Regions from separate parts of the Mus musculus genome. Here region 2 is linked to region 1. The links are chromatin contacts, called in public HiChIP or PLAC-seq maps. All regions are on one chromosome and are shown on one strand. The core of a region is the stretch at or near the end of the contact, and the rest is flanking DNA. Distances in the headings are between cores, read along the strand shown. Region 1 holds the start of Dtwd1 (DTW domain containing 1). Region 2 holds the start of Chchd5 (coiled-coil-helix-coiled-coil-helix domain containing 5).

What was found. HiChIP or PLAC-seq counts read pairs in DNA pulled down with a chosen protein or histone mark.
Region 2: a contact with region 1 is called in an H3K27ac HiChIP or PLAC-seq map of regulatory T cells, with 69 times the contacts expected there. The contact joins the promoter of Chchd5 here to the promoter of Dtwd1 in region 1. A contact is called at or near these places in 2 of 39 promoter capture datasets (liver and pre-B cells), 1 of 484 Hi-C or Micro-C datasets (muscle stem cells), 1 of 115 datasets of contacts at active chromatin or transcription factors (regulatory T cells) and 1 of 9 other capture datasets (liver).

The regions. Positions count from the first base shown.
Region 1 is chr2:126,150,762-126,153,542 of GRCm38.p6, forward strand. It overlaps Dtwd1 (DTW domain containing 1), which reads left to right and starts at 1,380. Exons shown (of 5, transcript NM_026981.2): 1 at 1,380-1,453. It overlaps Fam227b (family with sequence similarity 227, member B), which reads right to left and starts at 1,243. Exons shown (of 17, transcript NM_029455.3): 1 at 1,150-1,243.
Region 2 is chr2:129,128,261-129,131,041 of GRCm38.p6, forward strand. Chchd5 (coiled-coil-helix-coiled-coil-helix domain containing 5) reads left to right here and starts at 1,440. Exons shown (of 4, transcript NM_025395.3): 1 at 1,440-1,597; 2 at 1,918-2,058; 3 at 2,141-2,306. The coding sequence starts at 1,596.

The DNA of each region.
Region 1 (2,781 bases), core at 130-2,629:
TTAATTCCTAAGGCAGGTAGACATGTCAATGTGGGTCTCAAAGTAGACTCTCAACTGTTTTAGCATTCAACATATATGAATACCATTCTGGTGGCTCTCACATTGCGTCTCAAAAGGTTAGTAACTTCTTTTTCTGTTTTGATAAGTGAAGGTATAGTGGACTGGCTGACATTTAGAATGACTTTTGTTCTGCATGCCTCTCTTTATTAAAACATTTTTGCTTAAAGTCTAAATTCAAATATCCATGGTCTAATTTCTACCTCACTCTCACTAGTTCTGAAATTCCTTTTCTGTATCCAAATCAGGAATACCAGTTTGGCTCGAGTTGAGGTCTCCAAAACATTAAGGGACCTATTCAGTCTGCTAAGAGTGACAGAAGGGATTCTCCTCTCCTCCTCTCCTCTCCCCTCCCCTCCCCTCCCCTCTCCTCTCCTCTCCCCTCCCCTCTCCTCCTCTCTCTTCCCTTCCCTTCCCCTTCTTCCTTCCCCTTCCCTTCCCTTCTCTTCTCTTCCTCTCCTCTTCTCTCTCTCTCTCTCCTCCTCCTCCTCCTCCTCCTCCTCCTCCTTCTTCTTCTTCTTCCTCTCTGTGTCTCTCTGTCTGTCTGTCTCTGTCTCTCCTATTCAAGTAGAAGCTACCACTCATGACCAGGCTGGAAATGGGCCTTTCTCCTACTTACAGGTGTGATCCTGGGAATTCATGTTAACCATTGTCTATTTTTCTGTTAAAACTTTTATATAAATTCTGGTGTGGTAAATATCAGTGTCCTGGCTTGTCATTCGTGATTACACACAAGGCTGTTCTTTTTCTCCCATTGGTTAATTTCATAATTCTCCACTCATTAAACAAATTGCTTGATATATGACAGTTTTGTTTCTAATTTAACAACTATTGTTTAGGTTTCTTTGAGGTGGAGCATAGAAAAATAATTTAATCACTTATCCACATATATTAGACTTTAAAAAAAAATAAAAGAAAAATACAGTAGGTGTCAACTCTGCGTGTTGTAAGCAAAGCACAAAATGCATAAACGGTTTTCCTAAGAAGTCTATCAAGCTTGAACTACCAACCACCTAAAGCTACAAGTCTGAGATCTCGTAAATATAGTATTTGGGGAGGTAAAGCGGTGTTACTAGCTCCTCACTAACTCACAGAAACTACTTTCGAAAAGGCTGTTCCGGAACACGTCCCCAGTTGCGCTGGGGGCCCACAACGGGCGGCACAGCAGGAAGCTGACGGTTCCTTTGGAACAGGTCACCCGGGAAGCGAAGGCGGGACTTCCGAACCAGTTCCTCCTGCTCGCCCACGGGATTCTCCCTCTGAGCATGCGCCGTGGTCAGCTTCCCCGTGGCCCTGGCAACCGCCAGGCCCCGCCCTCCGGTGTTCTGCGGAAAGCGCTCCGGGGGGGAGCGCGTGGAGCGGAGGCGGTACGGACCGAGAGTTGAGCGTGGTGCAGGTCGGCATCCCCTCGGGTCGGGTGGCTCGGGCCGGACGCCGGCCAGGCCCAGCGGAGGTCTCACTGCGGGCTAGTGCTGCGTGTGGCGTGCCCGTGGGGGCAAGACTTGAGTGGTCTGGGGCCTAAATGAAGCCTTATTAGGCTTCCCGAGTCGGCGTTGCTCACTCCTGGCAAGGCCAGCTCCCTGTGAGCACCGATCTGTAATTCAGGCTTTGGCGTGGTTTCGGCATGGTCGCGGGAAAAGGAAACCAGATGTGTGCTGTTACCGTCAGCCGATAAGCAGACGCGTTTCTTGTGTGTCTATTTCTTGGGAATGTGAGACAAGTATAGTAACACTTTGCGTTGCTAGTTCCACGAGGTTGGGTAAGGATGAAGAGCCCAAGATTGCAGCATTTCAGGGCTGTTTATGATTGAACTCCAAATGCAAAAATTTCCAAGACATTTCGCCTGTCATATAATGTGTTCTGTGGGAAGGGAGTCAAGTTCTGTGTTTAAAAAATGGCGGTGGTATCTTGGATGTTTAAAAAAAAGGGGGGGGGGGGCGAGAGGGATATTGTACCTCATCAAATTATACGATCAGTTCTTAGTACTTCACAAGCAAATATTGAAAACAGTCTTATCTGGTCCTGAATTTGTCCACAATTCAAAATAGGAGAAATTTAAAGAATATTCCCTTGGGAGGCAAATCAGCTTAGTGTGTTGGAAAAAGTAGCCTTGTTCCGCCGATCTGTGTAGTGCCCCAAAGTTGAGTAGAAAGATAAGTCCTGGATGCCTTCTACAGAGTGGTTTCAATTTAGTTGATAAGTATTTGAATCTATCTAAAAAAAATCAAGAATAGGTAAATCGGAAAGAGTTGTACTTTTGCCTCATTGAAAAGTGCCTCCAAATGAATATGTTTGTCCATATCAAATATGTGGACCCAGGGATAAGTAGTCAGAAGTGTAAAAGATTGTCTTTGTGTGAGTTTATAACTGAGTTAGAATCTGACTTTGAGCCTAAAAATAGATGTTATGTGCAAAGCAGACAGGATGAAACTGCATAAGTATCATTATTTTTAGAGAAATTGAGTGGAAAAAAAAGTTTTTCAGCCCAATTTGCAGAGTAGACCATCAGGATGCTAGTTATTTGCCCTAGGAACCGCCCTTGTTTTCTAATTCTTTACAACTCTCCCCCACCCAACTCCAGCTGCATCGCCCTGCACGTATTTGATGTTAAGTATAGGTATACTTACATGCATCTATGTCCTTGTTGTCATTGATTGTTATTATATACTACTGGAGACAATGTCAGAATCCACAGGCTGACAATTCAGTCACAAAATTGTCCCA
Region 2 (2,781 bases), core at 190-2,689, 3.0 Mb after region 1:
GCTTGTGTGTAGATATAAACTTCTTGTATCTGGGACAAACGTTCAAGAAGCAATTATTGCGTCATAAGATAGTTACCTGATTTCATAAGAAATAGGGGAGGGAGTGAAGGAATGGCTGACTAAAGTGCTTGCTATGCAAGCAGGAAGACCTGAGTTGTGGATCTCCAACACCTGCATAAAAACCTGCAGAAAAGGCATGGTAGGGCAGACTTGGAATCCCAGTGTTGGGATGAGGAGACAGCTCCTGGATGTTCACTGGTGGGTTTTAAGGTTCAGTGACACCCTGTCTCCAAAAAGCTTCAGGTGTCAAGCAATAGAGGAAGCCACCTGCCGCCAGCCTCTGCCTGCACACATGTACATCACACACATGTCCCTAGTTTCCTTTTCCTGCTCCCTCTTAGCGGCTACTGACATTTACAGCGTGCCTGTCCTGGTGTTTTCTCTCAGACCAATAACATTGCCCTTGATTGTCCTAAATGAGTACCTTTTAAAGTTCTTTCATTAATGAGCTCCCCAGAAGGGAACCCCAGTAACAGAAGCACTCTTGAGACCTGCATTTCTCAGATCCGCTTCACTTCAAACCTTAGGGTTATCTAGTTCTCTCCATTCCATTCTTAATGACTCTTTTGACAGCAACCAGACAAAAGGAAACTAGAAGTGTGGAGTGTCAAGTTTCCCAAAAATGAAAGTGTCACTGTATATTATGAAGGCCAAAGCAGTCGTTCTCATTTTACAACTGCGTGCTAAGGTAATCACCTTACCGCTCATTTTCTCTAGCTTAGGCCTCTCCATATGAGGAATATTTAGCCTTACAGGGAAATGAACTTCCAGGTCTAGCCCTATAATCTGAAGGCAAATGTGGAGAGGGTGCAAACACCACCTAAGGAAATTACAAAGAAAATAATTTGTGCACGATTGCAAGGAGCAAGCAATAAAACCCACTCTCATCCTGCCTTTACCACCTATGGCAGGAAAAGGACATGTCTGAGTGAATAATCGGATGGGAAGCCCAATGTGGCGTTTAAGATCATTCCTTTCCGTCAAGTTGGAACTAAAGTCAGGAGGAGAATACGCAGTGGCGGAAAGCCACTGGTAGCTCAGCCTGAGAGGGCAATCCCCGTGTTCCTAAACTAGCAGCGGCGGGCACAGCTGCCGCCTCAGCCGCAGCGTGTGCCGAGCCATAGTCACGCGGGCCGGTGGCCTCAACTCCAGCCGGGAAAGTGGCAGCGCGAGCGGCTGTAGATCTGACCTACAGGGAACCAGCTCTGGTGCTCTGTGCCTGGCTGCTCGATCACGGCCGAAGTCCTGCTTCCGGTGATCACTAAACGCGACCACCACAAGCCGGAAGTAAATAAACTAAAATAGCTGACGGACCGGAAGTAGTTACAGGGGCCTCCTCCCGGATAGGCAGTGAGGCGGAAAGCAAAGCAGGACACAGCCATGAAGGTTGGACCAATGTGGGATGAGTGGCAGGGACGCTCGACGACCGGAAGAGTGAGGCCAGGAGGTCTGGGTTGGGCGCCGCCATAACAACCTGATACCGGAAAAGGCGGGTCTCTTCTCCCTGACTGATCGGCGCTTGAATTCGCCTGGAGATGTGAGTTACAACTCCCTATAACTCTAGATCATGCTTGTCAGACTGCACGGTCCCCAACGGGAAATGACTGAATTCAAGACTCCAGGCCTGCTTCACAATAGCCAGACTTTTTGTCTTAGGACTTCCACGATCTCCCGGGAAATCCCACCTTGTTCCACAACGCGCAGGGATCGGCGCTTATTTCTGCCCCTCGTTGGTTGTCCCTATCACAGGATCTTTACACCCCCCACCCCCAATCCAGACTAGTCCAATCACAGATCAAAATCAGAACTCTTTCTTGCCTTCTCTTGAGATTATCTTCAGTTTACCCTGTCCCACAGGCAGGCAGCCCTGGAAGTCACTGCTCGATACTGCAGCCGAGAGCTGGATCAGTATGGCCAATGTGTGGCAGCCAAGCCAGAGTCGTGGCATCGAGATTGTCACCACCTTAAGATGAGCATTGCTCGCTGCACGTCCTCCCAGTGAGTGTACAACTGGGGGCTAGAGGGTGCCAGGCAGTAGGGTTTGAATGCTTCAGGGTCTAAAATGCCCTACCCCCCACAGCCCGATCATCCGCCAGATCCGCCAGGCCTGTGCTGAGCCCTTTGAAGCCTTTGAGAAGTGTCTTCGCTTGAATGAGGCAGCAGTGGGCAACTGTGCTGAACACATGCGCCGCTTCCTGCAGTGTGCAGAGCAGGTGCAGCCACCAAGTTCACCCACAACTGGAGAGGTAAAGGAGGCTAACTTGATCGTAGCTTTTTCCTTTCACAACTCCCTTCATTTTCTAGTTTAAATACCTTCCAGAACCAGTCCCAGCCCCATTCCCATACATGGCCTTGGCTATGCATCCAAGAATCTAAAAACCATGGTTCTCTGTCCCCGAGTGGACATGCCTCTGCTTGTCACCACCTTTCACACTCCCCTCTGCCAGGGCACCTGCCCCAGCCTTTCCCCGGCTTGCCAGACCCTCTGTGTTCCATATAATGACCTGGATTCTAGTAATGATAATCCCTTGCTTAAAACTCTCTGGTGGCCACCAATTCACACTGGAACAAAGTCCCTGATTCTTACTGGATCCTGTGTTCTTCCTTTCCTCAGCCACTGTGTCCCCTTCACTACTTTCCAGCTGTGCTGGTAGGGGTGAGGGGGTGAGGTGGAGGGGTGCACAGAAAAGGATCTTGCTAATGTATACAATACATAAATAC